Regions from separate parts of the Mus musculus genome. Here region 1 is linked to region 2. The links are chromatin contacts, called in public Hi-C maps. All regions are on one chromosome and are shown on one strand. The core of a region is the stretch at or near the end of the contact, and the rest is flanking DNA. Distances in the headings are between cores, read along the strand shown. Region 1 has its middle 11 kb from the start of Ccdc170. Region 2 overlaps Akap12 (A kinase (PRKA) anchor protein (gravin) 12).

Evidence for each region. A called contact is a pair of places that touch in the nucleus more often than the background predicts.
Region 1: a Hi-C map of regulatory T cells shows a contact between it and region 2, with 5 times the contacts expected there. The contact joins two enhancer-like sites. A contact is called at or near these places in 35 of 484 Hi-C or Micro-C datasets (2-cell-like embryonic stem cells, the 3T3-L1 cell line, B cells and 17 more), 1 of 115 datasets of contacts at active chromatin or transcription factors (regulatory T cells) and 3 of 9 other capture datasets (adipose tissue, embryonic stem cells and pancreatic islet).

The regions. Positions count from the first base shown.
Region 1 is chr10:4,468,925-4,474,847 of GRCm38.p6, reverse strand. No RefSeq gene overlaps it. Among named protein-coding and RNA genes, the nearest start is that of Ccdc170, 11 kb to the left of the region's middle. Within about 2 kb of position 4,662, at least 11 of the 459 cell types and tissues checked have an H3K27ac peak or open chromatin away from gene starts, as enhancers often do. A contact at or near this core is called in regulatory T cells, where this site is marked.
Region 2 is chr10:4,354,598-4,359,999 of GRCm38.p6, reverse strand. Akap12 (A kinase (PRKA) anchor protein (gravin) 12) reads right to left here. Exons shown (of 4, transcript NM_031185.3): 3 at 2,061-5,402; 4 at 529-1,522. The coding sequence ends at 2,069. Among named protein-coding and RNA genes, the nearest start is that of Zbtb2, 31 kb to the left of the region's middle. Within about 2 kb of position 3,844, at least 52 of the 459 cell types and tissues checked have an H3K27ac peak or open chromatin away from gene starts, as enhancers often do. A contact at or near this core is called in regulatory T cells, where this site is marked.

The DNA of each region.
Region 1 (5,923 bases), core at 3,413-5,912, 110 kb before region 2:
AGAAAGGAGTTGAAAACATTTCACTTTTCCAGATAGATAGATAGATAGATAGATAGATAGATAGATAGATAGATAGATAGATAGATAGTGAGTCAGGGTGTGTCTGTTCTGGAACTTGCTCTGTAGACCAGACTGTCCTTGAACTCACAGATCCATCGACTTCTGCCTCCCAAGTGGTGGGATTAATGGTGTGTGCCACCACTGCCCAACTGAAAACACCTGACTTCTAAGAGCAGACATCAAGCTGGCTGCAGAGATACATGCATTTAATACCAGCATTTAAGAAGTAGAGTCATGAACATCAAGGCCACCCATGGTTACTAGGCTACACACCTCACAATCATAGAGGGCTATACAAAGCATTTGCTGTACTAACCTGATGACACATGTTCAATCCCTAGAATTTACACATAAGTATACATACATACATACATACATACACACACACACATACACACACACATACACACACACATACATATATATACAACCACACAAGAAAATAAGTGATTTAAAATTTTCTAATTTTTTTAAATTAAAAACACAAACCTATAGACCTCCTCTTCTTAAACCACAGTAGTAATATGCAGAATGCCTTTTAAAAACCTAGTGTCTCCTGAGCCAAAAGATGACCTTAACCTAATTAACTATCATCATATTTAAGGAAACTATATGGTCAACCTCGTCCACGTGGCTCCACAGTGGACGCCAGAGACCTCAATCACTAACGCCTTGACCCTTTGGTGGCTTTGTTTATCATCTAAAATAATAAGTGGACATTTTGTTTTGAAAGATCAAGGCTCTGCTCTCAACACAGCAGCAAACAGAGCCTGCTAGAGCCAGAGGGATCTAAGAACTTCACGTTCTTCTGTACAACTATGCCCAGATGCACGCCCTAGACTAGCGCCACTCTCAGCCTTGGTCTGAGGTTTTTACAGTGGGCAGCAGTTCATAGAGAGCCACAGAGGTGACTGCTGAGTGTTCAGCTCTAAACTGACAGCTGTGGCACATCCTCATTACATCTCAGAGAACATCTGGAAGAGAGAGCTGAAAAAATGCAAGAGCCAGATGAGGAGAGGAACTCGGTGAAATGCTGACGTCTGGGCATGACGTGACCATTGCGCTCGCTCGTGAAGCGCCAGCCGGCAGCTGTCCTCTACAGCAGACCTGCACTGCATCAGGCCTGTCAACATTCTGGCCTGGCTGAGTGGGAAAGGGGCTCACCAGGCCTCACCCCTGGCTGAGGAGCTATTGGCAGTTAGAGCTGCTGAGGGATGAAAGGGCCATTTTTCAGGGGTGGTAAGATGCCAGTAGTCCAGTCAATAATACCATGCCCACACTCATGTAAGCAACCTTAATTAAACTCAGAGGATCATAAAAATGATATATACATACATATATACATATACACATACACATGTATACATACAAACATACATTCATTCATACACATATATATTCATACATAATAAAAGAAGAGGAAAACATTAGGAAGAAGGGATCCAGAGGGATAGGAGAGGGTTGGGGAGGGGGATAATGGCAGTGTGCTCCTTTAATCCCAGCACTCAAGAGCCAAAAGCAGTCAGATCTCTGAGTTTGAGGCCAGCCCAGACTACAGAGTGAGTTCCAGGACAGCCAGGGCTATACAGAAAAACCCTGTCTCAAAACAAAACAACAAGAAAGAGAAAGAAAGAAAGAAAGAAAGAAAGAAAGAAAGAAAGAAAGAAAGAAGAAAGAAAGAAAGAAAGAAAGAAAGAAAGAAAGAAAGAAAGAAAGAAAGAGAGAGAGAGAAAAGAGGGAGGGAGGGAGGGAGAGGGGGAGGGGAGGGAAGGAGGGAGGGAGGGAGGAAGAAAAGGGTTGTATTATAAAATTATCATTATCTAATGATAATTTTAATGACCATTGACAGAAATATTCCACTTTGTGTCAGATTTATCACTATTACTATTATTTCTTCAATGTCATGGAGCCCCATCTATTCGAGCCCTGGTTTATGTATGTGGATGATATGCAAGTGGGTGGGTGAACGCTTGCCATTGTGTACACAGTGGAGGCCCACGGACAATGCTGGACTCCCTTGCCCAGACTTGTCCTCTCTAGGATCCTTGAGCATTTGTAAAATGTCTCTGGAGGTTATCTGTCCAAGAACAGGAGGTTAGCAGCAGACTTAGAGCAACCTCCTTGAAGTTGATCAAGATTACTCCAAAACAATGAAAACTTACTAAGATCAATTTATTAGGAATAACATTATGACTGGGAGGGTGGCTTCCGTATGTAGGGTCAGAGAACAACTCTCTGAAGCCTGCTCTCTTCCTCCACTTTTATTTGAGTTCACAGTACCAAACCTGGGTCACCACACTTGCGTAGAACATCCTTACCCACTGAGCCATCCCCTGCACCCAGAATTCCTCTTGCCAGCAAACGCTGGAGTTCTCAAAGGAAAGAAGGTTAATGGCTCCTTAAAGCATGAAGATAGTTGACTAAACATTAGGGTAAAATCAAGTTTCAAAAGCAAGCGTGATTTCTAAATTAAGCAGAAGCCCCAACTATTTCTGGACCTTTCAAATGTCTTTATCATTTCGGAAAATCTCACAGCTCTGAGGGGAGTTGAGAGGAGTGTGGGATATTCCTGACCCCATTTTAGACATGTTCTGGATTTCTTTTAAAATTATGCCAACTTTCAAGCAAAAAAGAGTTCTTGCTTTTTAAAATCAAGAGGGAAACGTTTCTCACTCACACTGCTTTCTCTCCTAGCTTCTTGTGCTGATCCTAAGATTCCTGCCAAGGGTTTCAAAGCAGCATCCTGAACCCTTTTGATATTTTTCCTAATTCATATGAGGCCAGATTTCATAAGCAATTGTGGGTTAGCCATATGCCTGTATCTATAAAGTGACTCTCCCTTATCCTCCCAGAATATCCAAGTAACATAATGGTCTAAATTTTTGTAAGAGATCCTTATCTTCTGACGATTCATAGCCTGATCTCAATTAAATCTATTTATAAATTTGCATTACTAGTCATGAAGTGACTTTGTCAATAAAACTCTTATAAAAGAGAAAGAGAAGGAAGCACTGTGCAGGAAGCTTGGTAGTCAAATAATCATTTTAAAAATAAGCTAGCCCTTGAGCCTTCCCAGGGTTTCTTGACATAGCTCTGCAAGTCTCCTCCTAGATACAAAGCAATGAATTCAGAGCACCAACTTCTTTAATTTCATTTGATAAATGAGCCTGCTCAATACACACATTGATCAGAAAGCCAATGAGTTAAAAAGAGCACAGCGAGGTAGTTAATATTACTATCCTCTTGAATTCAGATTATTGAAATAGTGAGATATAAAAAGCAAAAACACCTAATCCCTTTTTGCACGGTTGCTAAAAGAATGATAAAGCATCCTTCAAAGTAATTTATTTAAAAATATGATCAAGGAGGGTTTTATTTTGTTTTTGTTTTCAGAAACAGAGTTTCCCTGCCCCCTGGCTATCCTTGAACTCTCTTCGTAGACCAGGCTGGCCCCGAACTCAAAAGATCTGCTTGCCTCTGCTTTCCAATTAAAGATGTGCAGAGTGCACCTCCACTCTTGTTTATTTTTAAACAAAGCTTAAAAAAAAAAAAAAGGAGTGCAGAATAGCCCAGCTCAAAGAACCCAAACCTAGTTTCTCGAACAGGGAAGGTGAACTTTGAGAAATGGGAGCTAACATTTTATAATTCTGTGAGAGGCGGAGAGTGAACTGAGGCAAACCCAGCACAAATGAGGGTGGTAAGAAATCTCACATTGCACATTGCACATTGGAATGGCCAGGTCAAGAGGCAAGCCAGTCAATCTGGAATTTCTCAAACTTTCCAAGGTGTTTTCAGAAGTCTGGAAAATTGTTCCCTCTGGTGAATTCAGTTTCCAGCATAATCTCTGTGTGGCAATTTAGCCCTGTTGGTAAAACCACTGACATGAAAGAGATTTTTGCTCCTTTTGCTCATTCTGCGGCCATTTTGATAGTTATGCTATCAGTAATAGTTTGATGACAGGCTAGAAAATGACTTCCCAGGGAAGCAGATATTATACCCTGTCAAAGACAGACAAGAACTTCCCTCCCTTAAACGATGGGGCCTCAGGACAACCAATTGGACCGCCCATGAGCACCCAGGTCTCCATCCGACTCAGCGCTTATTCACCTAAGTTCCCACTCTCAGTCTCAACCACGGAAAGCAAGGCAAAAACATAAATCAGGCCCCAGATTTATAGATTCATCTTTTTCTACCATAGCCAGAATGTGGCTGGTTTGCTGTTCACAAAAGGTAGTTAGGTGTGAACTTGAAAATCTGACCTTAGGGATGTGGCTAAAGTGAAATACTATTATGTGACTACTGAGCTCAGCCCAGAAAAACGACCCCTGTGGCTGTGGCTGTGGCTGTGGCTGTGGCTGTGGCTGTGGCTGTGGCTGGTTGATCATCCTAGTCCTCTTCATAGCTTTGGATCCCTCCAGAGCCTTCATCTTGCCTTCACCGATCTGGATGCTTCCAAGCACATAACCCAGATGAGCAGACTTCGTACGAATAATTCCTAATCTATCAACTTTATAAGACGTATAAACTAAATCTTATCATTGGCAAGTTATGTAACGTAGTGCCTTTAGAATGGGTTTCAAACATCCTGTTACCAGAAATGTTTTTAGAGTCTCAGTGGGGTTGCTTCGTGTTACCAGGGAAATTGAGGTTTCCTTTGAGGGCTCTTAGACTCATTACAAATAAAATGAAATAAAATAAAGAACAGACTCAGAAGAAAGCTCAAGGAAATTTTTATTACAGTTTAAAAAAAGAAAAAAAACAAACAAACAAAAACAAAAACGGGGCATGCAAGCTATAAATCTTAGCAACTACCCCAAGAAGGAAGATGGGAAGATGGAAAAGAAGAAAAGAGAGAGTCATACTGTTTGTGTTAAGCTGGCATGTACAGCCATGGAAGTAAAGCCACACAGCTAAAATGTGGAAGAATGGTGCTCAGAGTGTTCACTATATAAGACATGCTTAGAAAAGACACAGGGGAGCTGGAGAGATGGTAGCTCAGCGGTTAAGAGCACCAACTCTTCTTCCAGAGGTCCTGAGTTTAATTCCTAGCCACCACATGGTGACTCACAACCATCTATAATGGGATCCAAGGCCCTCTTCTGGTGTGTCTGAAGGCAGTGATCATGTACTCACATAAAATAAGTAAATCTTCAAAAAAAAAAAAAAGACAGAGGAAAAGGGGAAGTTACACTTTTCTGACTCATTGAGAAAAGCAGGCTGACTTAGAAAGGCTTCAGAAGGGATCACACAAGAGCCAGGAATTCTGGGCAAAACAAGTACATTATCTCTTTAAAGAGCTACACTGCTCCTCTCTTTAACATAATAGACAAACCCGCCTTCATAGGCGTGGTCTCTTGGCCAGGATGCTGACCTGCCCACCTGGATTAATTCTTAAGGAAGGAGATAATGACAAGGGCAACAGCTGCCCTTACCAGACTTTCAAAACCTTTAACCCAGAAGGGTGTGTGTGTGTGTGTGTGTGTGTGTGTGTGTGTGTGTGTGTGCGCGCGCGTGTGTGTGTGTGTAGGTCTTGGAGGGTGTGCTCCATGGATAACAGGGACTGCGGTAAATGAAACAATGTTTAATTTTCTTGGAGGAACGTTATGTACTTTCTATGACAGGAGATTACCATGAATTCACTCTCATTGCTAAAAGCTAAACTGAAACATTTCAATGAGTATAATTAAAATTCTAAGTATAGTTACACTCATAAACTACTGCATTGCCCTCTCCCCAGCTTGCTACCAGGCCACAGTAGATTCTGTCTATTGGGGGAGTCTAAGACCTGTTGAGTTTGGTTTTGTAACACCGTTCTCACTTTGCAACACTATCCATACAGAATTTTATAGGGACACAAACTTCC
Region 2 (5,402 bases), core at 2,595-5,094:
GCCATTTTGCCAACCCTTATTTTTGTTTAGGGGGGGGAAAAAGGCAACTTTTTTTTTTTTTAAGGAAATAGTTATATTTGTTTTTGTTTTAAGGTTTTTCAAGAAAGGTTTTCTCTATGTAACGCCTCTAGCTGTCCTGAAACTCTTTGTAGACCAAGCTGGCCTCAGACTCAGAGATCCACCTGTCTCTTCTTCACCATGTTCAGCAGGTTGTTTTTTGTTTTGTCTTTATGCTTTTAAAATAAAGCCTCAGTCATTTTTAGCTAGTCTGAAACTTCCAGCAATTCTCTTGCCTCTGCCTTCCAAGGGCTGGGATTACAGGTTTGTACCCCACCTCCTGGTTATACTGGTTTCCTTCAACAAAACCCACCCCGTCATGACTTCTTCTAATTCTGTAACAAACCAGTACAAAGTAATGTCTTCATGGGGTGACTAGTAAGAAAGTTTCTCTCATTGTCTTCTCCTTGCCAGTATCTTATAGTAAGTATGTGATCCAGGCCCCTCAGTATTTAATAAAAAAACAGTGAATATAAGTGAAGCAAATATTTTTATTGAAATCAGTTGTCAAATCACAATTTATCCAAAGGAACATAATGTAACATTGTTCTTAAAAGAAGGGGCACAGATATAATACAGACAAACTCCAGTATCTATCAAAATACCATCTGTAAAGAGCAGGTCTCACTTCAATCTGCATATGAATTCGGTCCAGCCTAGAAGAGTACAATCCAAAAAGTAACAACAAATTCCTTCTGCGTTAGGAAATAGCTCATGGCCATGGCACACTCATCTGTCCATATTGTTAAGAGATGGGGCTTAATCTGACACTAAGGAGACTTCTTTCCAACCTGGACTGGATTAGAAAAAAAAAAAAAAAATGTTGTCGTAATGTTGGGACATTCTGAATGTCTCAAAATGGAGTTTTTATTTCTGAGCTCACTGTGCATAGGAAAACAACCACTTTCAGAGGACTACGAGCCCACAGAGTTAAGCATCAGTAAACTTTAAAAAGACTTGTATCTTCCTGCCAGGAATGTTATTTCTCTGTTTGCTGCAGGTTACAGTTGAGGCTTGGGGCTTCTCAAAGCTTCGCTATGGCTGCACACCCATTATATACTGCATAATACAAAAGGCATGTGCTTAAACCTTAGAAAAAAAATATACAATAGGTACAGGAGGAGGACTACATAAAACATACATATAAATACATAAAGGAGGAGGCTCCAGTTTGAGAAGTGGGACTAGGTATTGCCGACATTGGTTCCAGGTGGAGAAAGCAGGACCTTAACTCTGAAATACATGGCACCAAGGGGCAAATCAAGGGCAGTCTTGAAAAGAGGAAATGTTAGCTGGCTCTAGCTCCCGATGCAGCCTCAGGATTGTCGGGGTGCTCTGCAGGGTTGAAATCATTGGACGGCTCTGCTCTCTGCACCTCAAGGGCTCTGAAATTTTGGTCTCAAGGTCCCAACAGCAGCATCTTGTTCCGTGACTTCACTTCACATTCTAGTTTTACAATGAGCAACTGGAGAAAGAAGAGAGAGAAGAGATAAAATTCCCCTTTCTTTCCTCATTGTATGGACAACAGGATAACTGCCCAAGAGCCACAGGAATGGGGAGCTCTGGGTATGGGGAGCTCCAGGCCCTAAATTAAAGTGTTAAAAGTTTTGGCTGAGCTGGGTGTGATGGTGCACACCTTTAATCTCAGTGGGGGAAGGAGAGAGGCGAGGCTAGCCTGGTCTGCATGGTGAGTTCCAGGACAGCCAGGACTACATAGTGAGACCTGGGCTCAAAACAACAACAGCAGCAGCAAAATTAAGCCATTATTTTCATTATATCAGCAAGACTTGGGATTCTGATGAGGTAAAAAAAAAAAAAAACAAACAAAAAAACCAAACCAAACAAAAAATTCAAATATCCACCCTAGATCCAACTGTAGTTGATAATTATTTCCAACTGAAGGTTGGTTCTGTATAAAATCAGTTATCTGTCTGTGTAATTGCATAGATGGGGCAGGGAAACGGGTGGAGGAGGACTAGCCATCCAGAAGGAAGTTTACCTACCTCACGTCTTAGGATTCTGTCAGGTCTCCCTTTGGCTCCTGTAGGTCGTCCTCTTCTGTCTGGGCCTTGTTCATTTCTTCTTTCAGGGCATCTCCTTCCTCGGTTAGCTTTGGTCCGTTGGTGTCTGGGGACTCTTTGGTTAGATTTCCAGAGGCATCCGCCTCTGCCTTGGCTAAGCTTTGGTGCTGGGGGCCGTCAGCAGCATGTTCCTTTTCATCTTTGCACTGAAGAGGCAGCTTCTCAACACTTTCTTTGACACTGGCACTTTCAACTGCAAGCGTGGTGATCATTTCTGAAGCCTTGCTCATGCCTTCAGAACTATCAGAAACCGCAAGTCCTTCCTGGGCTACGGCACTGAGTGTTCCATCTTGGGGGGAGACTTGAAGGTCGCTTTCATCTTTGTCCAGCATCTGTTGTGCTCCCTGGCTGTCAGCCTGCATCACAGGAACCTGATTCTGTAAATCAGAAGCGTGGGTTTCGGGGGCTGTTTCTGTACGTGCAAACTGGTCGACGGCTGTCTGGATGACACTCTGGACAATCTTATTGCTCTTACTCTCAAGTTCCAAGATCTCAGGTTCAGCCCTGAGGATTTTCTCTCTTGCTGCACTCTCCTTGCCGGCAGCATCAGGACCAGCATCTGGCTTGTTATCTTCATCTGATCTCTGTTTCTGGGATGCGCTCACTTCTCTTTGAAGGTCAGAATGTAGGATGCTTTCAGGAGCAGGAGTTACTATTATTGGGATGGACTCTGCCTGAGACTCAGGCCCCTGGGGCACGGTGTCCTCTCCATGCTGAAGAGTCCCGTAGCCACCGGTTTCGGAGAGCTTCTCAGCTGGTAATGATTGCGCACCTGCACACTCCAAACTTTCATCCATCTCTGAAGTTGCCACAGTTTCTTCGACCTTTTTCACAGCTTCGGTTGTTTGAGTGACTGGTGTGTCTGAGCTTTGAACTTGAACCTCTATGCAATCTGCTTTGTCTTGGTCTGGGAGAGAAGGGCTTCCTTCAAGGCTGCCCAGTGCCTTTCCCCTCTCTGAGTGAGGCATGTCAGCTGTCAGGACTGGCTTAGGGTGGGTTCCTTCATGCTCAGGAGCAGCTGTTTCCTGCTCATGTTCTTCACTGGCTTGCTCTGTCTTGGTCTCTGTTTCCTCCTTTTCAACGTCGGTTCCCATCTCTCTTTTCTCCGGGCTAATACTCTGTTCTTCATTACTCTCAGTTTCCTGACATCTGGCCACTTCCATTACTTCACTGTCACGTGTCAAGTCAGCAGTCTTTTGACTGTTGGGTCCAGTGTGCACAGGCACCTCCAGTTCTTTAACACACTGTCCGTCTTTGACTTTTTCTCCATCAAACTGGCCAGCCTCACCCTCTTGACCCACCTCAGCCTTTGCCAGAATAGGCACTGCCCCGGCAGCCAGCGCTTGTGTGGGTTCTAGAACATCCCTTCCTGGTTTTTCCCTGTGTTCTTCCTGGGCTGGAAAACTAGATGGTGTTGAAGGCCCCTCCGTCTGAGCAGCAGCTGCCTCCTCTTCAGTGACCTGTGACTGCTTGACGGCGGCAATGGCATTACTGTCCTGGCTGTCAACGGTCTCGTCTTGCTGTGTCCCGTTTGGAGTGTCTGAATCTGCGAGGGGAGTACTTCCATTTGTCTCACTGTCTGTCAAGGTTTCAGATGACTCAGGGGCCACAGCCTGTTCCATCAGCTGCTGGTGCTTGATAACCTGGCATGTGGTGGCACGGTCTACATCCTCTGTGACTTCAGGAACTTCAAGGCTCTCTGGGGTAGCCTGTACAGTCTCGGAGCCCTGTGCAAGATGCTCAGTTTCAGCTTCCTGCACGGGTCCTTCCGGCACAACATCCTTCTCTTTCTCGGTAGCCAGCACCTCGGAGTCCTCCTCTACCTCCTCCACCTTCTCCAGTGCTTTCGGCCCTGCTCTCTGCAGAGTCTGGGTTGCAGGCACCTGGGAGTCCTCTTTCACTTTGTCTGCAACGGCTTGGAGGACGGCCTGCGTCTGGCGCTCCTGTTCTTCCGTATCTAGCATGCCACCCTCTACCTCCTGAACTGGGGTGGCTTCCTCTGTGGTGTCCGGGGAGTCGGACAGCTGGGAAACTGCAGACACCATGTCTGTGGTCTCTTCTGCCCCTGATGCTTCGGTAAGTTCTTCAGCGCGGAGCGCCTCTGTGGTTTCTGCGGCTGTCACTGCTTCTGAGGTAAAATCCACTTCACTGGTGACTATGTCGTCATGGGCATCTTTGCCCCCTGGTAAAGTCTGGGCGAGTGCAGGAGTTGCTTCTGCAGTGATGTCTTTTTCAGTGACCTCTCCAACAGGCGGTGTGGCCACTCCCTCTGCGTGCTCAAGAGGTTCTGTCATGGAAGCAGATATCCACGAAGGGGACCGCTCTTCGGCACTGGTGACTGCCCTGGTCCCATCAATGACCGCGACACTCACGGTGTGAACCAGAGTCTTACTAAGCTCCTCAGACACATACACAGCCCCCTTCAGCTGGGGCAGCTCCACGTTCTCCTGAGCTCGCTGCGCTTCCAGCTTCTCTCTCTCTACCGCATCGTACTCAGACAGAGGCACAACAGCTGGGACGTCGGGGTCGTCCTCATTGATCTCTCCTGGCCCCGAGTCTTCAACGGCGGCCTGTTCTTGCTTCCCATCTGCCCTTTTCTTCCGCCGTCCAGGAATAAATTTCTTAATGGAAACCCAAGATTCCTCTCTACTTGGTTCGATCTCGGAGGCCAACTGCTCTGCACCGGAGTCTTCGGCTCTCTCTTCCAGTTTTGACTTGGATTTTTTTCGTGGAGTGACTAATCTCTTAAATGACTCCCAGGTGGAGACGCCCTCCCCTTCAGAAGGGCTTCCAGCTGGCTCGGGTGAGGAACTTCCGTGCGCTTGGTCTTGTTCCTGGGTGCTGGCAGGAAGAGCATCTGCTTCTTTGTCTTTGCTAGCCTCCTCCGCTCTGTGGCCATCCCCTCCCAGTGTTCTTGGCCCTCCTTCATCATCTGAAGAGGATGCCTTCCTCGCTCTCTTCTTGGACGATCCGACACAAATCAACGCCTCCCAAGACACTGAAGTATCCACCCTGCGCTTTGGCTCCTCTGACCTTTGCTCCTCGCCAACCGCTCTGACCTCATCCTGCATTCCAGACGCCGTGCTCTCCGTGGAGGACAAGGTGGCACTCTTGACCTTATCCAGCTCTTCTTCCTTGTCGCTCTCAGAAGGTCTTCGGACCCGTTTCTTGGGTGTCACCATCTTTTTGAAGGATGCCCAGGGGGTGATCCCTTCCCTTTTCTTCTCTCCGTCGGAAGTCGCTCCTTCCTCAGCTTCCGCTTCC